2 separate regions of the Oryctolagus cuniculus genome follow, and region 1 is linked to region 2. A link is a contact called in public Micro-C data. All regions are on one chromosome and are shown on one strand. The core of a region is the stretch at or near the end of the contact, and the rest is flanking DNA. Distances in the headings are between cores, read along the strand shown.

What was found. Hi-C and Micro-C count contacts between places; a contact is called where the count stands out from the background.
Region 1: a Micro-C map of ear pinna shows a contact between it and region 2, with 1.9 times the contacts expected there. The contact joins the promoter of CRIM1 here to the enhancer-like site in region 2. A contact is called at or near these places in 2 of 6 Hi-C or Micro-C datasets (ear pinna and an unstated tissue).

What each region holds. Positions count from the first base shown.
Region 1 is chr2:166,456,089-166,460,002 of mOryCun1.1, reverse strand. It overlaps CRIM1 (cysteine rich transmembrane BMP regulator 1), which reads left to right and starts at 1,448. Exons shown (of 17, transcript XM_051842985.2): 1 at 1,448-1,973. The coding sequence starts at 1,643.
Region 2 is chr2:166,401,342-166,405,455 of mOryCun1.1, reverse strand. All of the region lies in intron 2 of CRIM1 (cysteine rich transmembrane BMP regulator 1), which reads left to right. Among named protein-coding and RNA genes, the nearest start is that of CRIM1, 55 kb to the left of the region's middle. Within about 2 kb of position 2,790, at least 1 of the 8 cell types and tissues checked has an H3K27ac peak or open chromatin away from gene starts, as enhancers often do.

The DNA.
Region 1 (3,914 bases), core at 199-2,698, 56 kb before region 2:
ACACCCACTCAGCGGTCAGGGCCATCATCGTGGACGGCGTTCCTGATGGCCTCAGAAGAAAAGCCATCTCCACGTTGCGCAACACGTCGTTGCTTCTCGACGCGGCTTATCACAAAGAGTGCTTACGGCACATCCTCGTTACGAACAGATCCACAACCCACGGGAAAGAAGGAAAGAACGCCCAGCACCTGGGTCCACGAGCCTAAGAAAGCGTCAATGTCAGATGACACGAATGACGCGTGAGGTCTGCGGGTCTAGTCGCGTCAAGACTTGTAGGAAGCCGGTACTGGGCCTCCCTCCCGGGAGAAAAGACTGGGCTCTGTGGCTCTCCACTCCCCCGCTCCCACAATACGGCAGCTCGGCGCAGAAGGCAGAGCCACAAAACGCACAGGCGGGGGGGCACTCACAGTTGACCCCAAGCTGCAGCCCTGCCCCGCGCCTGCTCGCGGCCCCCCGCGGAGCAGCCGCCCAGACCCCGTTAAGCACTCGGAGCACCCGCGGCTCTGCCGGGGACTCCAGCTCCCGAGACTCCATTACATAATATCTTTTACAAAGTCTCTGCCCAGCTCGAGTGGAAGATGGATTCTCATCCAGTTCGCGGAGCTTCCAAGCCTTCGCTCCCCTATCCCGAGGTCCGGCTGCAGCTACTGCCCGGGCTCCGAGCTTCGGGGAGTGGAGCGCCGCTCTCCGAACTCAGAACAACTGGCCCCGGGAGGTGCCGGCGCCGAGCACTCCCGGCTCCCGGGCCGGCCGCGGCGGCCACCGTGCCAGGGGCGCTCGCGACGCCGCGGTTGTCGCCGCTCGCTGGGTGCGCCCCGAGCCACCGAGCCCGAACGGCGACTCGGCCGTGGGGCCGGCTCGGTGCGGCCGGCTCCGGGAGGAAGACGGAGGCGGGGGAGGAGGAGGAGGCGTGTGAGGGAGGAAGGGCCCAGCCGCCAGGGAGGGAGGGAGGGGGGAGGGGAGGGGGCCGGCCGGGCCGGGAGGGGTGGGGGGGCAGCCAATGAGCGGCGCGCGGTGCGGGGGGGGCGCGGGCTGGGGATGAGGTAGGAGGGGGAGGGCGCAGCCCGAGCGGCGGAGGCTCGAGCCATAAACAAGCGCCCGGAGGAGCCGCGCAGGAGTGAGGCGAGCGGGGCTCGCGGAGCGGACGCCGCGGACCTTGTGCTGCGCCACCGCGCCCACTCAGAGGCTCGGGAGGCGCGGACCGGCCCGCAGGCTGCGCCGCCGCGGGGCCGGCCGACTGGGAGGAGGAGGAGGAGTGGGCGCCGCCAGCCCGGGCTGGAGCCGAGCGCAGCCGCCGCCGCCGCCGCCGCCAGAAGTTTGGGTTGAACCGGAGCTGCCGGGAGGAAACTTTTTTTCTTTATTCCCCCTCCCTCCCGGGAGGAGGAGGAGGAGGAGGAGAAGGAGGAGGGGAAGCCACCGCTGCCGCTGGCGCCAACGCTAGTGGGCTCGGGGTCGGCGCGGCCCGCAGTGGGGGCGCGGGCCTCGCCCCGCGAGGGGAGGCGCGCCCCGGGGGCCCAGAGGGGGGCGGCGAGGACCGCGGGCTGCGGGAGCGGCGGCTGCGGCGCGTGTGCCCCGCGAAGGGGAGGGCGCCCGCCCGGCTCTCGGCCCGGCTGCGAGGAGGCGGCGGCGGCGGCGCAGGAGGATGTACTTGGTGGCGGGGCGCAGGGGGCTGGCCGGCTGCGGGCACCTCCTGGTCTCGCTGCTGGGGCTGCTACTGCTGCTGGCGCGCTCCGGCACCCGGGCGCTGGTCTGCCTGCCCTGCGACGAGTCCAAGTGCGAGGAGCCCAGGAGCTGCCCCGGGAGCATCGTGCAGGGCGTCTGCGGCTGCTGCTACATGTGCGCCCGCCAGAGGAACGAGAGCTGCGGCGGCGCCTACGGGCTCCACGGAGCCTGCGACCGGGGGCTGCGCTGTGTCATCCGCCCCCCGCTCAATGGCGACTCCATCACCGAGTACGAAGTAGGCGTCTGCGAAGGTACGGCTGCCCGCCGCCACCCCCCACCCACCCACCCCCGCCCTCCTTCGGCGCTGGCTGCGCCCAACAAAGTTTGGCCGAGACTTTCCCGAGGAGCGAGGGCTCCGCAGGAGGAGAGGCGGCCGCCACCCCCGGGCGCGAGCCCCTGCGTCGCTCGGTTCCCGCTCCCCGGGTACTTAGCCAGCCACGCGCGCGAGGTTGGGCTGCTTGGGTGGGGGCGGGCGAGTGGAAGGTGTCCGAGCCCCCCACCACCACCCCCGCGCGCACCCACCCACCCACACACACACGTGTGGCCACTCGAGGCGGGGACGCCGCGGGCGGGGCACTGCGGAGGCCGCGCGCGCGAGCCTCCGGGGCGTCCGCCCCCGCCCCCTGCCCGCACTGGCGCAGTGTGGCCGGTGCGCTGCGCACCGGCCCTGAAAAGTCCGTGTTCTGTCGTCCGAGGAGACGTGCCTCCAGCTCCCACTCCCGTGCGACTCTTTATTATTTTTTTTTTTCCCTCGCGCTCTTCCTTCACCCCCTTCCTCCTCCTCCGCAGATAAATCAGTTTCAGCTCAGGAATATGTCAGCCTAGGGGAAGTTGCAAACGGTGGTTACTCATTTATTTGCCTATGGAAAACGGTCAAAGGCTTTCTCTCCAGAAAGGAAAGAGGTGGGGGCTGCACCTGGCGGTGCAAAGTTGTTGCTCGCTGTCAGGGGCTGCTGTTTTAAGATCAGATGGCCGCGTGTCTCCAGTCTTGTTGCCGGTCCCTTCTTTTTGTTTGACAGCGGATTGGCCCTGATGGCTTTTCTCCAGGGCGCACTGTGCACCGCGATGGCCAGACTGCCGGAGGGAGAAAGCGTTTAGATGAGTGGAGCCGCCTCGTTGGGTACCCAGTGTTGGTGCGAGTCGCTGACATCCCTGTCCGCCACCCTCGGCCTCACGGTGCCTGGTCTGGTTGAGGTCTAGAGAGAAGCGCTGAGCTCTTTTTGTCGAGCGCCTGAGCAGGACTCGGTGAGCACCAGTTAAAAGTGGGTTCCCTGCTCGGGCGCACGATGCCATTGCGGGCCATCCTGGCGAGTGAGCAGAGCGCAGCAGTCTTATTTCTGGGGGAGCTTGGAGCAGGGACAGGCGCCCTCTGCCTAGTGTGTCTTCTGTACTACTTGGAGCCACACCTCAGAGGCCAGGGAGGGGCTTATTCTGGAGCATCCGCATGTGTATGTGTGTGTGTTTACTGTGCTGGGATACAGAGAAAGGGGGTGACAGCCTGGAGAATTTTTTAAAAAAATGTATCTATTAAAAGGCTTCAAGGCTGTGGTTCTTTTTAAGTACACGTACTTATTTATACCTGTGTCCTTAAGGTTTGCACCATTCTGTTGAATCGAGAGGCTTTCTGGTTTGGAAGCTACTGGGCAGTCTTAGGGATCTCTGGTCCCAGGGGAGGGACCGGGCTGTGCTGTGCACTTAGGACATTGGCTTAGAAGAGTTAAAGGGTTTGGTTGCCTGGATTAGGAAAGCCTCCCACCTGGTATGAAATCCCATTTTGCAATACGTTATTATTTCTGACTCAGGAAAAACGGCCATCAGACAGAGTTCTGATCCGGTTTCATGTGTTTGGGGATTTTGAATGACTTAGACTGAAAGGTGCATCTTTGAACCCTGCCACCTCGAGTATCTGATCTGATCTGGCTTCCCCTAAATTAACAAGAACATGCATCGGAGACTGCTGTGCTCTGAGAAGGACTTTGGAGGTTGAAAATATTCTGCTCCTTGTTTTGTGGCTTCTTAGTATGTTTGTGGTGAAGGAACTGCTCAGGGAACATTTTCGGTCATCAAGTGTTTTGGCAGCCGCATGCCGTGTCACACTATGGAGTTATTTTGGCAGCTTGCTGGTGAGCCGTTCATTCCTCTGAAATGATGCGATCCCTCCTAGCTTCCTTTCTTCTGGTAACACCCTGTGC
Region 2 (4,114 bases), core at 1,541-4,040:
TAGGGACATCTCAGAGGAGTATGGAAAGGCTCTCGCCCTAAGAAGCCCGAACTGGGGAGATAGCGACACACAAGCAGTTGTAATAAGGGCAGAGCAGCCATGCCCGACCTCACTAGGGTTGCACATACGAGACATTGTGGGAGACAGTGATAAATAGAAAGTAACATGGAGCCTAACTTAATTAGTTTAAAAGCTGTCTTGTGATTCATAGACATGTTTTATTTCTAGAATTCTTATGTCTGTCATCTTTGTAAAATGTATGATTCTCTCAAGGAAGGTATTTAAAACCACTAAAATTCAGTATTTGGACTTATTTAAAATTTAGAAATGTTCTAATAATAAAATTGACTCATTCCCTAGTTCATATTGGCCTTCCCTAAACAAATTGCCCTGGGGCATTTGAATAATTTATTTTGAAACCTATGAGACCATTCTTTGAATTCTGCACACTCTCTAAGGAAAGAACAGTGGATTCACATCAATTGTTGATCTTTGTAAGCTCGGGTATCCTTTTTATAAGGTACCTTCCTGCTTTTGATTTGTAGTCTCTATTGCTAAGTGTTTTTTGCATCAGGAGGAAGTGACAGCAGTAAGTGGTGCCTGTAACGTTGGAGGAGGGAAGGAATTAGCACAGATGAATTAATGTTTGTGTGGGTTCTTAAGGGGTTGGAATGTTCCTCTAAGTCAAGGATGTGTTTTTTTGTTTCTAGCTGACAACTTCCTAGTTTCCCTGCACTTCATTATTCTTTTCTCTGTCACTGGGATTTTTTTTAATTTCCCGAAAAGCAAGTGAAGTGCTTTCTTCTTATCAGTGGCCTTTCTTTTCCTGTTCCAATAACAAAAGAACAATACAGGAATTTAATAATGTTCAAAACTGATACTTCTTTCTCTTAATAGATCCATATGTTTATCTGTAGATAAAAGCCAAGTTTTGTAGACATGGAGGAAAGCTGTTCATCAGAAAATGAGCTAATGATGTATTTGTCGTTTTTTTTTTTTCATTTGGTTTGGAAAATAGTTTTTTTCTTCCAACTGTGTACCAATGATCTGTTACGATTTAAGTCGCAAAATTTAGAAATCAAGGTAAGAACACTGGTTGTCCCCTAATAGAAGGACATTTTTAAGGTGTCTAGACTACATTCTGATCTTGTTCGTGTACTTTTATTTTACTAAGGTTTATTATTTACTTCTCCTTCTACTTTGGCAAAATAAGCAAAGTGCAGGCTGTCTCTCAGAGCTCTTGTAAATATCAGAGGTGTGTTTGTGCAACAGTGGACATGAGAGGACGCTTGTTTCTGCGTTGCCACACGGTTTGCCTTCTTGGCAGAGAGGAGCATTGAAAAGTAGCTCCTGGGTGTATCTTGGAGCCCTTGAGAAGGGGACTAGTGACCTGTCCCATGATGGTCGTGCTGTATGACCTTGGAGGACCTTGCTTGCTCTCTTTTCTAAGGCAAGAAACAAAATCTCGTATTTTCAGTTGTGTCTGACACAGATCTGGCTGGGTAACTAGTTGGTTTTTAAACTGCATATACACCTAGCATATAACATTTAAAAGTGATAGTTATCTCTGTAGTAAAAAGAAAATATACTACTGTTCCATTTATATGTTCTCAGTGCCCTTGCATTCCTATTGGTAATCACCATGGAGCCTTCTGAATGCTTCCTGAGGGAGAGCCGACTTGTTTCTGTTCCATCGGGAATTTTTCAAATGAAATTACGCTGTGGTGTTACACCCCAGTGCAACATGGAACTCCCCAAAATGTTACTAGGTGTTCTTTCCTGCCTGTTGGCCTGGCTTCTTGTCTGCCTAACTTCCAGGATTATTACATTGCTGTCCTCGGGGGTCCTTTGGATCTGTCAAGGATCAACACACCTCTTTAGATGGGAGAGTGCATCCCATATGGATTTGTAATAGTGTGTTCGTGTGCACAGGAAATATCTGTTTCCTGTAACAATAGATGTCACATGTGCATCTGTGTACTTAGTGTGCCAAAAGGACAGAGTATATCCCAAGTGCATGTATGAATTTATGTAGTTAATTATATGTAAGCACGTACACATGTATGGTAACATAATAGATAAAACATGGAAATCATGTGGTCTCTTTTATCTTACCCTGTATGTGGATGTCTGCATTTCCTGTATTCTACTTAGAATGGCAGTGCTGATAATTGTGCTCAGTTTTCTGGTTGAAAATTTCCTGAAAATTTTGTTCTTTGATTATGGAAATTAGAGAATCTAACCCCTCATTGTACACTCCAGCAATTTTTTAAAAGAATTGGTGTATTATTATACACTTTGTAAATAGCCTATGGAGGACAAGCTATGACTCTTTGAATAAATATTATTCAGACTCCTTCCACTTTCATTTCCCTTATCACCGTAATAACCACACCCAGCTTTGCTATTAAACTGTGTTGTCTATCTGCTTCCCACACCACAGTGAAGCTGACCTTAATGAGTAGCAAAGGAAACCTGAGAGATAAAGTTGAAAAACTGTCTTCCTTTTGTTGACATTTCTAAAGCAAGAAGTCAGAAAGCTTGGCTCCCTCTGGGTAGACAAGAGCCGCCATGGGTCGTGATTAGATGGTATGCTCATTGCTAAACAAGATGACTCCCAAAAGAATCATTACAAACATTCCAGTGAATAACCAAGAATTCAGGTAAACTAAAGGGCATGGCTCTTAGCTGACAGACTGCTTGCTTCCGCTTTCTATACTTGGAGAATAGCAGAGCTGGAGGTGGAAATCGCCATGGGGATGGAGCTCTCCAAATTTCTGAGTGTAAGCCCTCGCTGCCCAGCCCAGGCCAAGCCATGTTTGGGAGAAGCCTCCATATTTGGCTATCTAAAGCTCTGTAGCAGGACTCCTTTGCTGTGTTTTACTGTCTCTACTGATGTGAAGTTTCTGCCACAACTTAGTTGTATTACTGTTCAGTCCAGAGGGATTTTTTTTTTTTTTTAAGATTTATTTATTTACCTACCTACCTACCTATCTGAAAGTCAGAGTTACACAGAGAGAGAAGGAGAGACAGAGAGAGGGCTCTTCCATCCACTGGTTTACTTCCCAATTGGCCACAATGGCCAGAGCTGCACTGAACAGGAGCTAGGAGCCTCTTCCAGGTTTCCCACGTGCATGCAGGGGCCCAAGGATTTGGGCCATCTTCTGCTTTCTCAGGCCATAGCAGAGAGCTGGATCAGAAGTGGAGCGGCCAGGACTAGAACTGGCGCCCATATGGGATGCTAGCACTGCAGGCGGTGGCTTTACCTGCTATGCCACAGCATTGGCCCCAGAGGGATTTTAATCACACAGTAACTTTAATGTTTCATGCATTTGTATTATTTCTGTTCCTAGGTCATATTAACCTTTCCATTGAACTTTTTTCCATCTGTTAAAAAAAAAAACCTTTGTTTTAAATATGTCTTGAAAACTTTGACATGAGTCATATCACTTGGTATCCATTTGCTAGCCATAATGCAACATGACTGATTTTTGTCATATTTCCTATGGGTTGATGTACCCTTTTCTATTACCAGAAAAATATTTCAAGTCTTTATAAATCTTAGGTGAAGTGCCTCCAAAGAAGAGAAATAAAATGATTGAATATCATGTTATGTACTGTTATCTGTAGCATCAACAATAAATGAATATCCCCAGAAAAGAGGTTATGAAATCACAACACACACGGACACACTGAAGGATTAGGAGGTAGTAAATGTGAAATGGGCTTAAGAATGACTTCATTCAGCCACTGACATTTTGGAGGAACTCAGGCTGTCAGGAAAATGAACCGATCTGTATTAATATAAAGCACAAGAAATTTAAATAAATCATGTTTGAAAGCAATACCAGGATTTTCCTTGAATGTTGCTGAATAAATTCCGCTTGTTAAATGTCAGTTAAGTGTGTGTCACTGGCATCCATAAACTGACAGGGCCACAGAAATATCCAACTTTAACAGCTTTAAAATTTTTAAGCCCTTTAATGTTCTTTTGACCTTCAGTTAAAGGACATGGTTGCGTAGCAGAGGAAATGCCTCAAATTCTAGCATCTGGGTTTGTTTCTTTATACTTTTTGGCACAGTTACAACAGTAGGGCTTTTCTTTCCTTTAATT